Regions from separate parts of the Sus scrofa genome. Here all the other regions are linked to region 2. A link is a contact called in public HiChIP or PLAC-seq and promoter capture Hi-C data. All regions are on one chromosome and are shown on one strand. Each heading gives the region's core, a stretch centred on a gene start, on an enhancer-like site or on the middle of the called end of the contact. The rest is flanking DNA. Distances are from core to core; before and after follow the strand shown.

Evidence for each region. Promoter capture Hi-C pulls out the DNA fragments that hold promoters and counts their contacts. HiChIP or PLAC-seq counts read pairs in DNA pulled down with a chosen protein or histone mark.
Region 1: an H3K27ac HiChIP or PLAC-seq map of alveolar macrophages shows a contact between it and region 2. The contact joins the promoter of NFKBIA here to the promoter of PPP2R3C in region 2. A contact is called at or near these places in 1 of 5 promoter capture datasets (fetal liver) and 2 of 2 datasets of contacts at active chromatin or transcription factors (alveolar macrophages and skeletal muscle).
Region 3: a promoter capture Hi-C map of liver shows a contact between it and region 2, with 4 times the contacts expected there. The contact joins the promoter of PSMA6 here to the promoter of PPP2R3C in region 2. A contact is called at or near these places in 1 of 5 promoter capture datasets (liver) and 1 of 2 datasets of contacts at active chromatin or transcription factors (alveolar macrophages).

Annotation. Positions count from the first base shown.
Region 1 is chr7:64,505,596-64,509,788 of Sscrofa11.1, reverse strand. NFKBIA (NFKB inhibitor alpha) reads right to left here and starts at 1,670. Exons shown (of 6, transcript NM_001005150.1): 1 at 1,444-1,670; 2 at 761-869; 3 at 199-409. The coding sequence starts at 1,670. LOC110261573 (a long non-coding RNA gene) reads left to right here and starts at 876. Exons shown (of 3, transcript XR_002345861.1): 1 at 876-1,225.
Region 2 is chr7:64,760,422-64,764,720 of Sscrofa11.1, reverse strand. PPP2R3C (serine/threonine-protein phosphatase 2A regulatory subunit B'' subunit gamma) reads right to left here and starts at 1,809. Exons shown (of 13, transcript XM_021099169.1): 1 at 1,266-1,809. The coding sequence starts at 1,323. It overlaps KIAA0391 (mitochondrial ribonuclease P protein 3), which reads left to right and starts at 1,449. Exons shown (of 8, transcript XM_021099168.1): 1 at 1,449-1,603; 2 at 2,293-3,577. The coding sequence starts at 2,592.
Region 3 is chr7:64,601,857-64,605,711 of Sscrofa11.1, reverse strand. It overlaps PSMA6 (proteasome subunit alpha 6), which reads left to right and starts at 2,361. Exons shown (of 7, transcript NM_001139472.2): 1 at 2,361-2,529. The coding sequence starts at 2,454.

The sequences.
Region 1 (4,193 bases), core at 421-2,920, 250 kb after region 2:
GAATTTGAAGAACCCAGACTCTGGGTTCTGAATGGACTTTAGTAAGGCATCAAATGCATACATGTTTTACTAAGACCTTGATGCATACATGTTTTCTCAGCCTTTCACGTGTTGAGAGTTTACACCTTGCCTTAAGTCGGCCCACCTCTCCCTTGTCTGTGTCACGTGCCCTCTGATGCATAGGGCAGCCAGACTTACCATTGTAGTTGGTGGCCTGCAGAATGGAGTGGAGGTGCTGGGTCCCGCGGGGCTGAGTCAGGACTCCCACACTGGCCAGGCAGCCCTGCTCACAGGCAAGGTGTAGAGGGGTATTTCCTCGAAAGTCTCGGAGCTCAGGATCACAGCCAGCTTCCAGAAGTGCCTCAGCGATTTCTGGCTGGTTGGTGATCACCGCCAAGTGGAGTGGAGTCTACCAACAGAAGAGGGACAGAAAGGATAAGCCATGGATCAAACCCACAATCCATGTTCCCCTTGAACCCTAGAGATATCCTGGTTGTGCGTGCCGCTCCTCCCAGACAGATACAAGGGGTTAAGGAAACAGACGGGAGACCCCAGGTGGGCTTCATAAAAGCCTCACCAAATCAATGGGATTTTTCCTTCCTCTCTAGGATGTTGGCTGATTCAGATGTAAAAGCTCAGGGCGGATCATGACTAGGGGCAGTTAATTGGGAAATCATTGGAAATAACTGTGCTAGATCCAGCTCCATCAAGGGGTCAGAGAGGCAGAACCCAAGAGGCACGGGGCGGGCAAGCAGCGCACCTGCTGCAGGTTGTTCTGGAAGTTAAGAAAAGCCAGATCTCCCTTCACTTGGCGGACCACTTCCATGGTCAGTGCCTTCTCTTCATGGATGATGGCCAAGTGCAGGAACCTGAGGGGAAGAGAGGGAAAACCCCCAGGGCTGGTGAGTGCACTGCGTGGGGCCCAGGGAGGCACAGCCCGCAGGGGATTGCGCAAGCCCGGGGTTTCTGGAGGCCGAGGCCGCGGTGTTTTCCGCGAGGTTATTATGAGCTGAGTGTTCCTGGCAGGCACCCAGGGACTTTCCGCCCCCCCCCCCTCCCCAGGCGGCGGGCGCCGGCCAGACCGCCCCGCCCTCCCGCCGGGCCGGAACGCCCTGTACTTCCCCTCCCGCCCGCCAGCGGGGCAGAAACTCCCGCCCCCCCTTATGCAAGCGGGGACTTCGCGTCCCCGTGGCCGCCCCGCCCCCGGCCGAGGGGACCCGCAAAGGTGGGTGAGGGGTGGGAGGTGTGCACGGCTGCAAGGTAGAGCCGCGGGACCACGGCCCCAATCCCCGATCCCCGGCTCCCACGCGCAACCGTGCACCTTTGCACAGCCTCGGGGTCCGTGCACGAACCCCGATTCGCGGCCGCAGCGCGGGCCCCGCACCTCCGGCTGCAGGCCCAGCGCCCCCACCCGGCCCCGCCACCCGGGCCCGCGACACTTACGAGTCTCCGTCCTCGGTGAGCTGCTGCTTCCAGGGCTCGGCGCCGCGGGGCGCCTCCTGCGGCTCGAGGCGGATCTCGCGCAGCTCCTTCACCATCTGCTCGTACTCCTCGTCCTTCATGGAGTCCAGGCCGCTGTCGTGGCGGTCATCCAGTAGCCGCTCCTTCTTGAGCGCGTCCCGGGGCCCCTCCATGGCCCACTCCTGGCCGGGCTCTGCGGGCTGGAACATGGCGCGATGAGGGCTTGGGCGCTGCTCCCTAGGTGCGCGGGCCACAGGCTGCGCGGCGCGCTGGCTGCTCGCGGTGGCTCGGGCGGGCGGGACGATGGCCTCGGACTGTTGTGGGCTCGGCAGCGCCGCCGCGGCGCCCTATAAACGCTGGCAGGGGATTTCTCCTGGGCGGGGTCAAGCTCGGGGAATTTCCAAGCCAGTCAGACCAGAAAAGAGAACTGGCCTCGTCCTCTGCTGGGGGAAAAAGAAGCCTAAACCCCGCGCCCGGGTTCATCAGAGAAACTCCCTGCGATGAGCCACTGGGGTCATGTACAGGGAACTTTTTAATGCACGCTGAGTGGCTGGAAAGTCCTCCCGACCCGGCCCCCTCCCCCGGTACTTCCCTGCAGCCTGCAGTCAGTAATCCTGGCCCTCTGCATGGAACCTTATTTTCCCTGGGGTTTCCCACGATCGATTTGATTTGGGGTCGTCGGCTGCTAAGATCCCAAGGATGGAGAACTGCTGGTTTGCTGACCTGCCGATGCTTTCCTTTTTTTTTTTTTTTTTTTTTTTTAATCTCTTGAAAATGGGAGTGGAAATGTTGGCTGGATCTAGGGATTCACTTCCCTAAACTCCTGGGGAAGGACACACTGAGGGTGGAAGGTCGCCGGCTGCCTCTGCGTTCCTACCAAAGACCAGGCTCCTGGCAGTGCAGGGACATAAACCTCCCCCTCCCTCAAGCCCCCCTCAGGTAGAAGTCGTGAAAGCTTTAGCATTAACAGCGTAAATGCTTAGAGAACCCTCAAATCATTTCCTCGGTATGAACAGTCCTGTTGACTGGGGGAGGAGCAAGCACTCTGCCCTGGATGCTGGAAAATGCTGGATATGACTGGGCTATTTTTCAGGGAAAGCAAGGTGTTAATTTTTATAGCAAAGGTTGTAGATACTTTGCAGTGACAAAATAATTACTGAGGTCGTGTTCCTCCATTTGCACTGTGCTGCTGCAGAGAACCTACTTGTGGGGGCCGCTTTCTAGAAGCATTTGGAGAAGGTGGCTAAAGAATGGGTTGAGTAGTATTTTACCCAAGATTGGGCCTTAAAGATGGCTAAGAAAGTAGTTGCCAGGCATACTGCAGGAGGCTCAGGGCAGCCCCAAGGTGGCCTTCATCCTGCCCCTGCTGGCTTCTTGGGGGACAAAGGAGGGGGCAGCAGTTGGACCTGTCCATGCCATATGGGTAGCTACTCCAGGTTCACCATGTCCAGGTCTCAGCTGCAGAAACAGAAGTATGCTCTCTGCCCCATCCCCACCTCCTAGCCAATGAAAGGAATGCATTCATCTACTTCTAGAAATGGTCCAGGCCCTAATAAAGCAACTTGGATCAGACTTTTTCAGAAGGCACCCCAGGAAGCTTTTATAGTTTTGCAGAGATTTCTCGTGATTGTTGCAATCATCTTCAACTTGACTGGCCATGCACCAACCAATCCTTTTCCTCTCCTCATCTCCCCCTCCCCAATACCCCCACCTCTGATATCTGAATGTAGGGATGACAGACAGAATATGAGGGACAAAATAAAATCAAGAAAGAAATCTTTGGGGTAGTAACGATCACATAATAAAATGAAAACTGTCCAGGGAGAGACTCTGTATGTCTTTGTAGGCATTTGATAGACAAATACATCATTATTAGGCAAGGTGGCATGTGACGCTAAGTAGGAGATCTCACTTCCCAGCTCCACCCTTAATGAGCTGCACATTAGTTGAATGAATTAGCTACCTTTGCTATGGGGTACCTTCTTTTATAATAACAAGGTTGGATTTAATGATATTTAGATTTTTTTCCAGATTAAAAATGGTATTACTTGGAGTTCCTGTCGTGGCTCAGAGTAAACGAGTCTGACTAGCATCCTTGAGGAGGCAGGTTTGATCCCTGGCTTTAATCAAGGGGGCTAAGGATCTGGCGTTGCTATGAGCTGTGGTATAGGTCACAGATGCCGCTTGGATCTGGTGTTTCTGTGGCTGTGGCATAAGCTGACGGCCACACCTCCTGGGAACCTCCTTATGCTATGGGTGCAGCCCTAGAAAAAAGACCCCCCCCAAATGGTATTAATTGACCATGAATACTTGTATAACTTTGCTTAAGGGTGACCATGTCTCTTGGAAATATCATAGGATAAATTTTTAGAAAGACTCCAGTACTTTCTGCAACACATTCTGTTCTCAGAACTCATCTTGCAAGGAACAGTTCTGACTTTCCTAAAAAGAAACTGAAATGCAGAGAAATTTACCTAGGCATCCCAGAGCAGTTCATCTCATTTCTATCCCAGCATATTAATCATTTAGCCAAAGAGGTCATGGTATTAATATTTTTGAAAACACTTTGTGAAAGTGCGACTGAATACACTCTGATTTGGAAGATAATGCAAACTATTCCAATTGTTGGATAAAATAGAATATCTGGGGATACTCCCATCTGTTAAAAAAAAATAAACTATACACACACACACACACACACACCACACACAGAAATATCAAACTCTAAGTGC
Region 2 (4,299 bases), core at 560-3,059:
GAAAACTGAGTGTGTCCTAGAAACCAAGACAAGAAAGTACCTGTGAGAGGAGATAGTGAACTACTATGTCCCTGGCAGGGGCTGAGCAGGTCAAGTAATATGAGGAAAACTGAGCACTGGAACAACATGGAGATCACTGACTATCATGACAAGCAGGAATTAGAGACCAGTACAGATTTACCCAACAACTCTTTAATCAAGTGTTGCTACAAGGGGAGCAGAAAAATGGGGTAGAGCTATAGGTGGAAAAGAAACACTACCACACTACTAGCAAAAGCTGGATGGGGATGTGAAATCAAATGATTTTTTTTCTTTTTTTTAGTAATGATGTGTGACATTACAGTATGTTTGTCAGAGCTGATGGCAATGATCCACTGAGAAAGAAAATCTGATGATGCATGAGAGGATAATGAAGTCAATGAATAAAATAGAGGAACACGATCTAGTGTTGGAGCAGAGGGACTGTCTCAAATAGGAGCATGGCCAGTTTATTATCTTAAGGTCACCTATGGGGGGATGGTGACAGAAATGGTAAAATGGAAACAGGTGAATTTCTTCGATTGTTTCTACTTTCTCAAATACATATACTAGCTCATCAGCTAGAAGTAAGGAGTAAGTAGGACATACTGGAGGACTGGAGGTTGGGAGATGAGAAAGAACTGCCATAGACTGCAGGAACCTGACTTTAGGGAAACACGGAAGAAGTGTAAATGAACTTCAAAACACCTACTTTAAGTTACACGAATTAAAAGCGAGGCAGTTCACCATGGTTCCATTTTTCTCCAATCACTTTCAGCTGCCCTGGATGCAGATGTGGAATAGGAACGATGTTTAATTAGGCTGATAAGTTAGTAAGTATGAAGTAGAAGGAAAAGACAAGGAAAAGTGGATTATGAAGTCTAAAATGGATTAAGGAGAAAAATGAAAAGTGTGGCAAATAAAAATCTACAGGAGCAATGGATTATAGATCCCGGTAGGATAGAAGGGTTGTTGGCGTCGGGATTCTCAATGATCCTTCACAAGTCTAGGTCTGGACCACCCAAGTGAGTGGCTAAGGTAACTTTTTATTCCCACAAATCTTTTGCCAGGGAAATGTGGATCAAACATCTCTGGCTCCTAAACCCATTCCAGTCAGCCTCCTTTGTCAGGAGAGGCTTTACCCAAGAGGAAAGCGCGGCTCCCAGGAGCTGCCCCTGCCCATCCTCCTCCCACCTCCGGGAGTTTAGAGCCAGGCTCTTTTTGCGGGCGGCCCCTCCCAAACTCACTGTTTGGACCGGTGTTGGGCATCGCTAACCGCCGGCGCAGAATTTCTTTCCAGTCCATCGCTGACCCCGACGCTTCAGTTCCGGCATTTGCTGTTTACCAACCGCTCCACCCACGCCAGCTCTGGCGTCAACACCGCCCAGCCCCGTAAAGGTTACGAAGGCTGCTCGACCACCATCTTAGCCACGGGCGGAAGTCGGCTAATCCGGCTAAGTCGGTCACTATCGCCACTGAGGAAAATACGGCGCTCACGCAAACAGCAGGGGGAACAAACGTGAAAGAGACGGAGAATGAGCCTCTTTAAGGCAGCGTCCCAGCTTCACCAAGCCCGATTTTAAAGGTACAGGATAAGAAAGCCTGCTCTATTTCTTCATCTCGGCCCTTTGGCGCTTGTCCCCACGTGACCCAGAAGTTCCTGCGGCACTTCCGGCTAAAGGAAAGAGCTTTCTAATTTCAGTTTCTTTTCATTGGTCATTGCGGTATCTGAAGGCCCCTTGAATGCAGTAGCCGCCTTCAGCAGCCGCCTGTATCCCCCTCCCGCCACTAAAAGGCTCAGAATCCCCTTTACTCGCTTCCAGGCCGGGCAGAACGCCTGCGCTGGGTTCAGCCACGCCTCCGCAGCCCGGGCCGTCGCGGTGCATTGTGGGCGCGGTAGTTTCCGCCTCGTTTCTGGATGCATGGAGCGTGAGTGCTGTGGTGAGTTGTTGAATCAAGTGAACTCCGTTTGTGGTCCATGGGTACATTGTAGGAGCACTGCATCCTCGTGGACTTCCCTTCCTTACCTGTGTCGCTGGCTGGCTCTTTCTCTTCCCCTTCCCCAGCCCTGTTTCCTCATTTGGCGAGTTTGGCGGCCAGGGCCCCTGGACTTGGGCTTTCGCCTCTGACCTTACTGCTGGTGGGTCTGGGGTAGGGGGCTCTCGACTTTACGCCTCTTCTGCAACCCGGCTCCTCTGGGATCCTGCCCCTTTTCAAGGACGTCTATGGTCCATGTGAGTCAACTGGCTGATACTCTTTGTGCCTTTTTCTTAGGTTCCAGACTGGAATATAATAGGCACCAGAGGATTCCTCCTTTGTTCTCTCTACCTGGGACTTGTGACCGACGTTGGATGTCTTCAGATCGTTGTTTAATGGAGAGAACGGAACCAAACTTCACTGCTGTTAACTAGCCCCCAAATCAGAACCCACATTTGTCTTAGAAGCTGAAAATCATCTTTTAGAAAGTTGCCGCTTCGATTCTCCACCTTCTACCCCCAATCTCTTAATTATGCTGTAGACGTTGGGGCTTTTTGACCATATCTCTTACAATCTGGTGCTGATTTCACTGCATAATGACTTTCTATTTTACTGGTATTCGGAGCTTTCCTAAGCTTTGGAAGAGTAACCCATACCTTGGCCTAGGCCCAGGACACGCCTATCTCAGTCTCCTTCTCAAAGACTGTTATGGTATCAGGAACTATAAGTGGTTTTCTCTTAAACCAATGTCTCCACAAAATACCAAAGCCATGAATCTGCTGATTGCCAAGGCTAGATATGTCAGGAAAAGAGATGAGGGTAGTAATAAGCAAGTTTCTGCTGATTCTCCTCATCTCTTTGCAGCTGGAGCAGCTAAGAAGAGATCAGAGATGAATCCTCAGAGTAAAGATTATTTCCGGCCGCCTGTGAGGAACATTGTTCAACTCCCAACAAAACCTTTGAATTCAGAGGAGTGGAATAAACTTAAGGAAGATTTCAAAGGAAAGACTAATTTTGAGAATTGGATCCTTTCACAGATGGTTAAATATCATAGCTCTATAGATGTGGCTAAATCTGTACTGGCTTGGGTAGCTGCAAACAACAATGGTGTTATAGGCTATGATTTGCTGGTCAAGTATTTGTATCTCTGTGTTTTTCATAAGGAAACAGCAGAAATTATTGATGTCTATGAAATCATGAAAGCCAGATACAAGCGTTTAGAATCTGGAGGGTACACTCTTCTCATCCGGGGATTAATCCATACAGACAGATGGAGAGAGGCCTTGCTGCTGTTAGAGGATCTCAAAAAAGTCATAATCCCTTCAAAAATGAACTATAATGACTGTATTCAGGGAGCCCTCTTGCATCAAGATGTAAATGTAGCTTGGAAGTTACATCAGGAGTTGTTAGGTCATGATATTGTTCCTATGTTGGAAACTTTAAAAGCCTTCTTCGATTTTGGAAAAGGAATAAAAGATGATGAGTATTCAAACAAACTACAAGACATTCTTTTGTATCTAAGAAATAATCAGCTGTATCCTGGGGAGTCATTTGCTCACAGTATAAAAACATGGTTTGAGAGGTAATTTTGATTTTTGTTTATATGTATATATATTAACACCTGGACCTAAAAGTAGCCGCTTCTTTTTTTAATTAGTTGCCGAGAATAATTCTATTCCGATAATGCTTTTTTCTGTCTTTTAGTAAGATTGTTTTGCCTTTAAGATGAAGTTTTTTTTCTGCTTAAAAAATTAGCAGCAGTAACAGTTGTTTATGGTCATCATTATACAAGAGAAGTTATTGAGCATTTGTAGTTTTTATGTATTTTCTCCTTTTCTTTTGTTGTTTTGTTTGGCCGTATCCATAGCATGCAGAATTTCCGGGGCCAAGAATCGAACATTCAAGACGGCTGGGACCTGAGCTATGCCAATGACAATGCCAGTTCTATCTTTCTTTTTTTTTTTAATTTTTTTTTTTCCACTGTACAGCATGGGGACCAAGTTACACTTACATCTATACATTTTTTTCCCACCCTTTGTTCTGTTGCAATATAAGTATCTAGACATAGTTGTCAGTGCTACTCAGCAGGATCTCATTGTAAATCCATTCCAAGTTGCATCCCATAACCCTTGCTCCTGATCCCTCCCACTCCCTCCCTCTCCCCCCTGGGCAGCCACAAGTCTGTTCTCCAAGTCCATGATTTTCTTTTCTGTGGAAATGTTCATTTGTGCTGTATATTAGATTCCAGTTATAAATGATATCATATAGTATTTGTCTTTGTCTTTCTTTTTTTTTTTTTGTCTT
Region 3 (3,855 bases), core at 1,112-3,611, 160 kb after region 2:
AGTGAGGGTGAAAAGCAGACGGAATCACTACATAGGAATAATCAACAGGATATGGTGACTGACCAGACAGGAAGGCAACAATCACAGCCACTGTTTAATGAGTGCTTATTATGTGCTAGGTGTTTTTGTTTCATACCTCGCTTTCTTGCTTTCTCTCATTTAACCCCCACAACACCCCCCATAAAGTGGATCTTACCCAAATTTAACAGATAAGGAAATCCATCCAGACCTAGGCAGTTGCATATGGTCACATGTGGTTAACCGTCACAAATAGGATTTACATTCAGATTTAAATAGAGAGGGATGCACTCCTAACCATTATGCTGTAAGGGATTCATTCGTTCAACTAATATTTATTGAGCACTTAATATAGGTTAGGTATTGTTCAGCCACCTGAGCTAAACCAGTGAACATTAACAAAGATTCTTGCTCTCTTGGAATTTACATCAGTGCAGGAGGGGAGACAATAAACAGAAAACAAAATTATGATATTACAGAAAATAAGAGCAGCAGAAGAAGAAGCAGGATGACATGGGGACTGAGTAGGAATTCTGGGAGGACTGAAGACTGCTGCAAGGTTTTGGCTCTGAGGACTTGGATGGTAAGAGGGGCAGGAATTAGTTTGGGAGAGAAGAGATGGGTTGAAGAGTTCTGTTTTTATCCATATTGGGTTTTGAGGTACCATGTGTGTCAATATGAAAAATACAGGCGATTAGAGAAGGCTCAGCACTAGAGGAGGATCCAAGTAGAGACCTAGTTTTGAGGAAATAGCACAGAGGGGGCTTTTGAATGAATTCACCCTCCTAGCAATCTTACAGAGAAATCGTTTTATCTAGGACTGTTCAGGCATACTAGGAATCAGTTTAGGAGACTTGTTCAACGTCTGAGGGAAAGAAAGTACTCAAAAGGTCAGGAGGAATTGGTCTTGAGGGTAAGGACCTAAACTAGAAGCAAGGGACAACTTTTAACAGTACACTTGGGAATCAGCCAGAGATGGAAAGTACCCTGTGTGGAGATGATGATGCTTGCACTTACTATTTTCTTAAGTTTCAGTTTTGGATTTTCTTTTTTAGTAATGATATATGTGTACATATTAAAAACACTGGAGAAATTGGAACTTCCTTAAGAAACTCCTTAGGAGGCTCTTGCAAAATTTTTTCATTTAAATGGAATGTGAGTTTAAGAGGAAATATATTAAAGAGGTAAGAATCCGGGAGTTCCTGATATGGCTTATTGGTAAGGAACCTGACTAGTATCCAAGAAGACTTGGGTTCTATCCCTGGCCTCGCTCAGCATTGCCTTGAGCTGTGTGGTGTAGGTCGCAGATGCGGCTTGGATCAGGTGTTGCTGTGGCTGTGGTGTAAGCGGGCAGCTACAGTTCAGATTCAACCCTAGCCTGGAAACTTCCATATGCTGCAGGTGTGACCCTGAAAAGACAAAAAAACTAAACAAAACAACAAAAACTTTCCTCATTATTACTTACAGCTGGCATTGAAGTGCCAGCAATCTTGACATATCTGGCCTTATTGGTGTACAAACTACTGAGTGGTGGTGATGAGCAACAGTAGCTTAACATCAATCAGTTCAGCATTTTATATTCTCTAAATAGGAGTGTGCCTTGGGGTAAGGTCAAAATAGGCACATCTTAACAGTTTCAAAAGCCACCTGCTGTTCTCCAGGAGCTACCTCGCCTGCTTGGAATTATTCTCCTTAGTACATCTAGTATCAGCCTGCTATGTTTTGTGCTTCGGTTCTTGTTCGTTATCAATCAAGGCTACTGATTCCTCTATTACACCTAAATTTCCCCCTAAGTATCATTTTAAAGACACAACTATGGGGTGGGGGGGGTGCGGTTCTGACCAAAGAAGGATCTTAACTAGCCTGAAGAAAATTCTGCTCTGGAGTGGCTACCAGAACACTTCTGTATATAAAATCTACGGCTGCTAGCGCAGCCGCTGTAATCCATTTATTTCTCCCTGCAGCAGCAGGAAGGAAAGTGGTAGGGGAAAGAGGAGGTTAGGAAGAACGCCAGCAATCCAGACCCAGGGTGGATATTACAGGTGCCAAAACTAATGAGTAATTTGTTAAATACACGATCCATTTAGGTTACACTGACAGGCATATCACTGCAGGCCCCGGAAAGGTTTTTTTGTTCTTGCTTTGGTCAATTCAGTCTCCAGAAGAGAGCTCTAAACCGTCATAACCGGAACTCCCCTGCCTACTTCAGGTCTCCCACACTTAGGGCTGGCGCATGCGCTCAGAAAACCTTCAGTCGGCTCTCCTCACTCCCCCCCACCAGCGGCGGGGCCTCGGAGTTGTGAGTTCTGTGCGCAGGAGCGGATGAAGCCGGTCTGTGCCCCGGAAGCGGTCGCTGTAACTTCCTGAGAGGCTTGTACGCCTGGTGCGGGAGCTACGGGACATCGAGACTGTGCTTGGAGTAGTGGTTCACCACCATGTCCCGTGGTTCCAGCGCTGGTTTTGACCGTCACATTACCATTTTTTCCCCCGAGGGCCGGCTGTACCAAGTAGGTGAGTGAACCGGGTCTGCCTTTGGTCTGCTCTAATTGCTCTGTCATGGTACGGCCTGGAAGCAGGCAGACGCGGCTGGAGTTTAGTCCCGGGCTGAAGCATGGCCGGTCATGACGGGAGGGGGCTGAGGACAGGTTGAGTCTGGTAATGTTCGCCCCGCTGTTTGCCGGCAGGGGTGGGAGCCCGAAGGCGGAAGGCCTCGGACTCTCCAGGGCGAGCGGCTACACCACATGTACACAGTAAAGAGTCACGGAAGGTAGGCTGTAATGCCCGAGTCCGGCTTGCTGATGTCCCTTCACTTGTTACATTTTTACCTGAGTAGGTGCAACGCCTGTAAGTCTCTAAAGCGTAATTGGTTCCTGCACCTTCCAGTTAAAACGTTCCCTCTCCGTTGTCCTTTGTTTGCAGCATGGACTTCCTTGTCCTGCAGTTGTTTCCACAGGCATTCAGAGCTTTCTGTGTGCCTTGTGCTGGTCCTGGGGGATGCACCGATGTCACACCCTCTCCTATACTGAAGCTCACAGCTTTAAGGTGGTGACAGGTACTTAAACAGATAAGAAGAAATAAAGATCTCCAAATTACAAGTATCTACAGAGTTCAGGACATCTTTGGAAAACTGGTAGATAGGATGAGTGGCTATCAAGTCTAGAGCTGTTTTGGAAACTAACATCCACTCTTAACCCACATCTGTTCGAATGGCCCTATAGATTAAAAGCTGGTTCTGAATTGTAAATGAGGTATGGTGAACTAGCTGTTTTCTGAAGAACAGCTTCAATGGAAATAAACCATAAAGTAGTTATAGTTGTTCAGTGTAACATATTTTGTTGGATCGAAGTGGTTTCAGGGTTTAGGTTATGATTATAACCCCAGACCCTTTACCTCCTACTATGGAGAATTCAGTGTCAGGAGAACCTGATTTCCACCTGACCCCTGATGATTTCATTTCTGAGTGGGTTTAGTTAGCACCTCACTCCCTTTGTGAGGACAGTGCTTGGAAATCATTAGGAGAGAATTGGCCTATGAATGAGGTTCTCTTCAGTAAATTTTAGAAGTAAAGATAACTTGGAATGAAACCAGTCTACTGTATGGCTACATACTGGATATAACGTAACAAGAAACAACATCATACTTGGTAATTCAGTAATCCTTTAAATCATCTCCAATTGAAAAATGTGATCTAAGATAGAAAGGAGAGTTAAAACTGTATCTGCAGGGAAATTTCATTTTTAAAGTTTTCATTCCAGAGTTTTAAAAACTTTTTCTGTATTGCATTATGCTTTGAATATTTTATTTCATGGTTTTTAATATGCGAACAGGAAAAGATAC